2 separate regions of the Bicyclus anynana genome follow, and region 1 is linked to region 2. A link is a contact called in public Hi-C data. All regions are on one chromosome and are shown on one strand. The core of a region is the stretch at or near the end of the contact, and the rest is flanking DNA. Distances in the headings are between cores, read along the strand shown. Region 1 has its middle 27 kb from the start of LOC112058461. Region 2 has its middle 18 kb from the start of LOC112058450.

Region 1 (4,365 bases), core at 279-2,778, 59 kb before region 2:
CGAGGATTTGAACCCAGAATCTCGTGATTCTACATGGGCTAGCCATTGGAGTGACCAGGTTCCAAATGAATATACAAATGTATGTAGTCATCGGTCGTAGATCGTTAGATGGGCCTCAAAACGTCGCGGAATTGTCATTGGTTTCGCACATTGAGTACGTCATCACTCGTAACACATTTCTCTTTAATCATAGTTGTGGCTTGTGTTTTTACACTTCCAAAATAAACACGAAGGCATAATTAAGGGATTAAAATAAAATAAAAACAGTAAATATTTTTTTCAGTCCACGTCCACTCACCGCATGCGCTTGTTAGTACTAAGACAAGATGTGCGTGCACGTCTTTGGGTAATGACATAAAATTGTGCGTTTTTAGTATGGAGGGGCCCATCTAACGATTTATATCGATGTATGTAGTAATGAATTTCAATGATCGATATGATTGGATACACGATTCATTCCATCAAACTTTCTTGAGCCTGATTCTTCGTATCATGTTCAAATCAGTAAAAGCTTTTTTTTTATTGTAATTTGTAGTCATTGTATTTGTATTGAACTCTTCACATCTGTAGTCTTTTTATTGTGTGGGTACCATTTTCAATTAACTTCTGCATTGTGTGATGTAAAATGTATCCCTTGTAACTAATAAAATTTAAATTAAGTGTTCTATTTGAATTTATAATTAAATTTATTTCATTGTGACTGATTGAAGATATAAAAAAAATATCTGTTATTATAAAAATAAAAAAAAAAATAGCCTTTATTCTCTGACTTTGATTACATATATTATTTTCCTATTTTCTATTACACCATCGCAGTCAGGTTGTCCTTCGACATAGGCCTCCTCTGTGTGACTGAGCTGAGTGGCAAAGTCTGGACTTTGCCACTCAGCTCGGTCTCTGGCCAGAGTAATATGTTATTAATTAACATTAAATATTGTTAATTTAATATTATATTTATTTGTTGATTGGTTGATGGATAAAACAATTGGGTGATAGGTTCACCACATATCTAAAACTGATATGAAAAAAATATTCGTTTTGAAAATATTCATAGGGTAACCAAGTTATACTTTTATTTCGATTTTTCAAATTCTTTCTTAAATCGTTTGAAGAAGCTTTGCAATATTTATTTTTAACTAACTTAAAAAAGGAGGAGATTTAACGTTCGGCTGTATATGTATGTTTTATAATTTTTTTATGTATGTCCAGCGATATTTCCTCTGTAGAACGATTTCAAAAATTATTTTTTTGGCATAGGAGCATTGGCGGTTACAACAGCAATCACATACCTACACTTCGACAGTCCGTCAATCTAAAATCAACATCACAGTAAACTTGTATAGTCAACCCAATATGAATCCGATTTCAGACAAGCAAAGCAAATCGCTGGTTAGGTATCTATAGAGTATCAGTTAATTTGGCATTTCATTACTTGCAAAATTTCCTTCCACGCTATACGCCTCGTGTTTCCACCGGTCAGCACTCAGTATATGGTGTTGTAACTTGTGCTAACATAAGCACATGACTCATTTGCCTGATTGTATTGTTACAGCGTGTTTTTACTGACGTAAGTAAATGAAATTGATGGATTTCTCATTGAGTTTGCAACTGATTTTGCCGGGTCGCATGTTCTTGGGAATTCTTGTGTGCAGATTTTTGTATGTAGGTACAGTAGGAAACCTGTTTTTCCGGGCTATGGTAATTAATCGTTTTACAAGATGAATCATCTGTGGATGTTGTTAATGTTAAAATATTGACTTACGATTTGGATTTGTCAAGCTCGATTCCCAGATCAGATCAATTCTATCTTTTCTTGGCAAGTTTCGGTCCTTACAGTTTGGCCTGCAAGATTTGATACGAATGAAATGACATTCTGTAAAAGCCACAAAGCGTTAGCTTTAGCGTTCTATGTTCTGTGAAAGCCACAATTATGAATTTAAAGATCTAACTTGGACTTTATCATCCTATCAGCTTTTCAACGTGCGTGATTTGTAGTAGGTAGAATGATCTGGCTTAAAAAAGATTTCATCAGCAGAATCAATGACATTTTATAAATTAACATTACATTATAAATTACATTTATAAATTAACATTACAATTTTGCTGGCATTTATCATAATTCGGGGATTATTCACAGAATTATGGTAAATGCCCATAAAATTATCCTATCTGCCCATAAAATCTTTTTGACCATAAGAATATAATACGTTTAGTATTATATTCTTATGGTCAAAAAGATTGCGCTAGACAGTACAATTAATATGCTTGATGGAAAACAATGAGGTCACATCTGATGAGGTCTAATATGCGACGCGCTTGCTTAGGAAACGCAGACCCTGGAAGGTTATTCCACACTTTAGCAGAACTTAAATGTTTTAATTAGTTAAATAGTTTACGAAGGTACTTTTTATTCTGCAATTCTGCATTTTATAATTTAACTTCTTTCTGTCTCTTCTTTTTTAACAAAAAATTAAGCCTTCACAGTAGAAGTATCTACCTACTAAACGTACTCGTCTATAATAATTTACAAGTGCGTAGTGGTAGATAATGAAAAGTCCCTCTTCAAATTACTCTCAACAGAGTTTGTTTATCAAAGTAAACATTATAGTGGTACCGTTGTTACGACGTTGGTTATATCTCTTTTTCTCTCTCCATAGGTGTATCTAGGATTATTTCCTGGGGTGGGCCTACATGGCTACATATCACTTAACAAAGTCGACACTCAATATGAAAACGTTAGCAATTTTCGTGGACACAGACCTCAGAAACGGTTCGGCTTATTTATTATTTTTTCTTTGTATCTATGGTAGGTGCCAGAAAAAGTCATAATATATTTTTCAAAATATTTATTACTTATAGGATTTTCTTTATTATAAGTTGTAATTGTTATTATTTGATATTATAAATGATATTTTCTGTAAAAATAGTAGTATTTCGGCGTTCATCATAGAAATTCAAATCGGTAGCCCAGTATCCTAGGGTGGGCACTGGACTATTCTAGGGTGGGCCCGGCCCACCCGCTATATTATACGCCTGTGTCTCTCTCTGTCTCTGTGGTAAAATGTCACTGCACTCCCCGATCTACAATCGAATCACTTGGCCCATAACAGCGGCTCGTACAATTATTGTGCACTAAAAAGCGTCTACAGCGCTGTTTACGCGTCGAATCTAATTTTCTCCGAAGGCGGTCCGCAATCTAGGATCATTATTTTCGCAAAGACAAATCCATTTCTGCCGCTGTACGTGACTGGGGGGTAATGAGGGGTAATGACAGCCGCCATTACGTGGAGCTCTCGGCACTCGGCGTTTGCGAGGTTTATTCGCACTCGCTGCTCGACATTCCTTTGATTTGCTTTTGTTATTTCTTCATTGAAAGAGCTTATCAACGCTTACAATGAAACCTTTACGGGTTTTAAGAATAATTCAAAAATGTGAAAATTTTGACCTTTGACCTTAAATAACAGTTTTAAAAATAATCTTCTAAAGCACCCATGGGATCGCTGATAGATTTTGGCACCTTGTTTCTGACGTACAATTGGTCTCAATTCAGCATGGTCGGAGTATTTGTTGCTGATGATCGCGACGTTTAATTTGATCGGAATCAGACTAACTGTCTGCAACTTTACCTAAATGTTAAGTATAAATAAATGATAAGTACAGTCACAGGTGACTTCTACGTTCGCTGTAAGTACCATTGATTAAAAATCATCTTTTATTTGTGATTTTCCTTTACATAATTTACTTACTCGAGTGAATAGGATCAAAATATCGTCCCCGCTACAATATTATTTCCTGTAACCTGTAGCCGCAGGCAATAAAGAAACATGAATTGTTGAAACATTACAATAGGCTAACTAACCTACCTACAAATAAATCTATTAAAATATAGCATTATTAGGAAAAAGATAAATTTATAGATAATTTATAAATAAAGGTATAGGTAGCGGCTTGTAACTTGACTTATGCACAAAAACACATTTCGTATATTAGCGATATACGGATGAGTAACCAGTAGCAACTCCTTGCCGACATTCATCATCATTAGGTGCCTTCTTCCAGCTGAAGTTTGGCGGTCATGTGTAGAAAACTCTTCCGGTCTTTTGCAATATTTTTACGCTGTGTGTATGTTAACTTGGTCCACTCTTTGACATCATCTATCCACTTTCTTCGCTGACTTCCTGGAGCACGTTTTTCGGGTATCTTACCTTGCCGACATTACAATTTCACATCTTTTATGTACTGGATAACCAGTAACCATGACTAACTGCCATTTTGGTTTAACTTACTTGCCGGAAACTATAGTTACCATTATAGTAATAGTTATAATAGGTATGAATTATGTATTACTATTAGTAATAAGCTATT
Region 2 (3,863 bases), core at 790-3,289:
TGAGAGGGATTAGGCCAATAGTCCACCACGCTGACCCAATGCGGATTGGCAGACTTCAAACGTAGAGAATTAGAAAATTCTCAGTTATGCAGGTTTCCTCACGATGTTTTTCCTTGAACGTTTCTAAAAATGCATATAACTGAAAAGTTGGAGGTGCATGCCCGGATTCGAATCTATGCTCTCCGGAATCGGAGGCAGAGGTCATATCCACTTATCAATGCTAATAATAATTTAACATTTGCTAAACCCGGGGACCCGCGTTAAAGCATCCTGGTAGGTTCCAGGTCCATGATTTGATTTCATACATTTGACCCAAGCGTTGTCTAGCAAAACGTAAGTCTGGGGTGCACCTTGGCCGGATAGCGACCCGTAGGCTGTTTGACTCTGCGGCCTGTGCGCGATCTTTGACCTCTACAACAGTGTAAACGTGAACTTATTCCACCTTATTTGTAACACGTGTTTTTCCAAACATGGATTTGTAATAGAAACCGTTACTGTCGTACCTTGAGGCTTTGTACTTTTCCGTGTTCATATCTGATTGCCGAAGGTAGGCTATTTTTTCCAAGCGTAAAATAGGGGCGATTGTGAGTTTGATTGTTACGTTTTTACGCCTAAACCACTAAATCTTTACTAAAAATTCTCTCACCAAAGGAATGCTACATTATTAGTGAGTGGCATCGGCTATATTTTATCCTAAGCCGTTAGACGAATTTGAAGGTACAAATTGGGGAGGGGGGTAGAGTACATAACGTCTTTCTGTATAAAACGCTTATATTAGCTTAACTTGTAACTATGTACGTAAGAAAATCTTGGAATCTTAATTTGACCCACTTCCTGGTCTTCGATTAGGATGAAATGTTGCACACGCTCTGAGTTCTGATGACAATACATGAGACTACCTAAGAAACGTCATTTCAAATCCAATATGGCGGCTTTGCCAAGATGGCGGACTGGCTGTTAGAAATCCACCGCCATGATGGATATCAAATGAAAGGGTTTGCTGTTAGAAACACGAAAAAAAAAGGTTACGTGACTTAAATCTACCCAATCTTGACCCCATTTGTCGAAATTGCCTCAACGTTTACTTCTTTTCCTGTGTGAACCGTCACTAGTCAATGGAAGAGCATTTACCGCGACCAGTGCGTACCATTTTAATAATCGCCCACGATTTTTACGCACCTACTTCATCCATTATTAATGTGACTGTGTGAACGTAATACTTAGTTGCGTGTTATTTAATTTAGTCATGGATACATTGTTTTTCCGTTCGCTAATTACCGCATAGGCATTCTTGTTGTGGATATCACGGCACGGCCTATCTATAGGCATGTAATAAAGCTATGCGCAAAGAGTATATAATCACTACGTTCTATATTATAGCTATGCGTGACTTAATATTTATATACTAGCTGTGACCCGCTGTATACCTCGTGGAACCGTAACCGTTGGAATATCAGTATAAAAAAATAGTTAAATTATTCTATTATTGTGAATAATATTCATGAGCTATTCGAAATACAGATTTAGACTGATCAGGAATATTATAGACTATTGAGTAGACGATGTTTTTCCTTCACAGTTTGAGACACACACGTGATATTTAATTTCATAATATACACACAACTGAAAAGTTAGAGGTGCATGCGCGGACCGGATTCGAACCCACACCCTTCGAAAGCAGAGGTCTTATCCACTGGGCTATCATGTGTCTTGAAACATTCACTAATTATAAACAATTTTTTTAAGCAAGTGTAGGTACCTGTTTAAAAAGTTATTAAAATTGTTAATACTTAGTGAATGTTTCAATATGTTACAATTAATTAATTTTTTAAGATTATGGTAGGTCATAACCTTGAAAAAATTCCAAAAACGCATCAAAGAGTCCAATTGCGTAGGTTTCAAAGCAATATCTACCGGTAAAAATAAATCATAAGTGTATTTTCATGTTTCATTGTAGTTGTGGGAAGAGAGCCGACTTGTGAGCTGTGAGTGAGCTCGAGTTATAGAATACCGTGCAGCATCAAACACGACGGGGTGAACGACCGTAATTACCGCAACCGCATCATTACTGGAATAGTATATTTATCCGCGCCAGCCTTTCCTATCTTGTAGGTACCTACTTTGATTTATAATTTTGTTGGAATCAATCACATCACACTAATATTATAGAGGCGAAAGTTTGTGTGTAAGTGTGTAAGGGTGAAAGTGTGTAAGGAACAAACATACTTACACAAGTGTGAGAGTATGTTTGTTCCTTTTTTACGCTGCAGCTACTGAAGCGATTTGGCTGAAATTTGGAATGGAAATAGATTTTACTTTGGATTAACACATAGGCTACTTTTTTCGTTTTCCCGTGGGATTTGTAAAAAACTGAATTCCACGTGGACGAAGTTGCGGGCGTCCGCTAGTATTTCATCATTACAATGCAAGAAGGGTTATGTTTTTCGCGCGTATCTTGTATGTATGTAATATTATAGACCAATAGCCATCACGTCCATGCTCTGCAAGGCTATGGAACGGGTTATTAATGGCAAGCTCCTTGCATACCTAGAGGAAAACGACCTCTTGTCTGATCGGCAGTATGGCTTCCGTACGAACCGGTCTACTGGTGACCTTCTGGTGTATGCTACACATACTTGGAGCGAAGCCATTGAGAAACATGGGGAAGCACTTGCCGTATCCCTTGACATCTCAAAAGCTTTTGACCGGGTCTGGCACGTCAGTCTTCTCAGTAAGCTCCCTGCGTACGGAATACCCGCTGATCTCTGCTGCTGGATATCTGATTTCCTGAGGGAACGGTCATTTCGAGTAGTCGTTGATGGCTGCTCTTCTGACTTATTGGATATCAATGCCGGTGTACCTCAGGGATCTGTTCTTTCCGCTACTCTTTTTCTGCTGCATATCAACGATCTGCTCAATCCCGGTATCTTTGGGTATGCAGATGACAGCACTGTGTCGGAGAGTTACACATCTAGCCCTAGAGCCAGCGGTGCTGAGATTCTTGAGCTCAGAGAGGCCTTGGTCGACCGCGTGAACAAGAACCTGAAGATGGTGTCAGATTGGGGTGATGCCAATTTGGTTAAGTTCAACGCTACCAAGACTCAGGCATGTCTATTTACTGCGAAAAGGAGCCCTTTCACCCTGGCTCCCACTTTCCAGAGTATATCTGTTCCAATTAGCGATCAAATTGAGCTCCTGGGTATTACCATCTCATCCAACCTCAATTTCGGGAAATGCATCGAATCAAAAGCTGAAATTGCAGCCAAAAAACTGGGAATCCTGAATAAGGTCAAGCGGTACTTCACACCCCAACAACTTCTCACCCTCTACCAAGCTCAAGTCAGAACTTGTATGGAGTACTGCAGTCACCTTTGGGATGGTTCTGCAAAATATCAGCTTGATGCATTAGACTCGATAGATCGCCGCGCTAGAAGGATAATTGGTAATGAACCGTTGACACAGGCGAAATTGCAGACCTTGCAACATCGTCGCAATGTAGCTTGTCTGTCGGTTTTTTACCGGATATACTTTGGCGAGTGTGCTCAGGAACTTCACCATCTAGTTCCTCCTTCCCCTTTCTACCACAGAACAGCAAGATGTCGCAAACGGTGGCATCCATATATTGTGGATGTCCAGGCAACTCGTACGAAAAGATTTGCATCTACATTTCTAATTCGTACAGCAAAAATTTGGAATGCCCTTCCGGCGTTTGTGTTTCCTGACAAATACAATTTGGACACCTTCAAAGCTAGAGTGAATAGGCATCTTCTAGGTAAGCGCGCTCCAACTTAGACCGCATTAATGCTTACCATCAGGCTTAATTGTAGTCAAGCGCTGGCCTATATTGCATAAAAAAAAAAAAA

The links. A called contact is a pair of places that touch in the nucleus more often than the background predicts.
Region 1: a contact with region 2 is called in a Hi-C map of whole larva, with 2.0 times the contacts expected there. The contact joins two enhancer-like sites. A contact is called at or near these places in 2 of 2 Hi-C or Micro-C datasets (whole body and whole larva).

The regions. Positions count from the first base shown.
Region 1 is chr4:5,633,049-5,637,413 of ilBicAnyn1.1, reverse strand. No RefSeq gene overlaps it. Among protein-coding and RNA genes, the nearest start is that of LOC112058461, 27 kb to the left of the region's middle. Within about 2 kb of position 1,528, at least 6 of the 8 cell types and tissues checked have open chromatin away from gene starts, as enhancers often do.
Region 2 is chr4:5,575,072-5,578,934 of ilBicAnyn1.1, reverse strand. No RefSeq gene overlaps it. Among protein-coding and RNA genes, the nearest start is that of LOC112058450, 18 kb to the right of the region's middle. Within about 2 kb of position 2,039, at least 6 of the 8 cell types and tissues checked have open chromatin away from gene starts, as enhancers often do.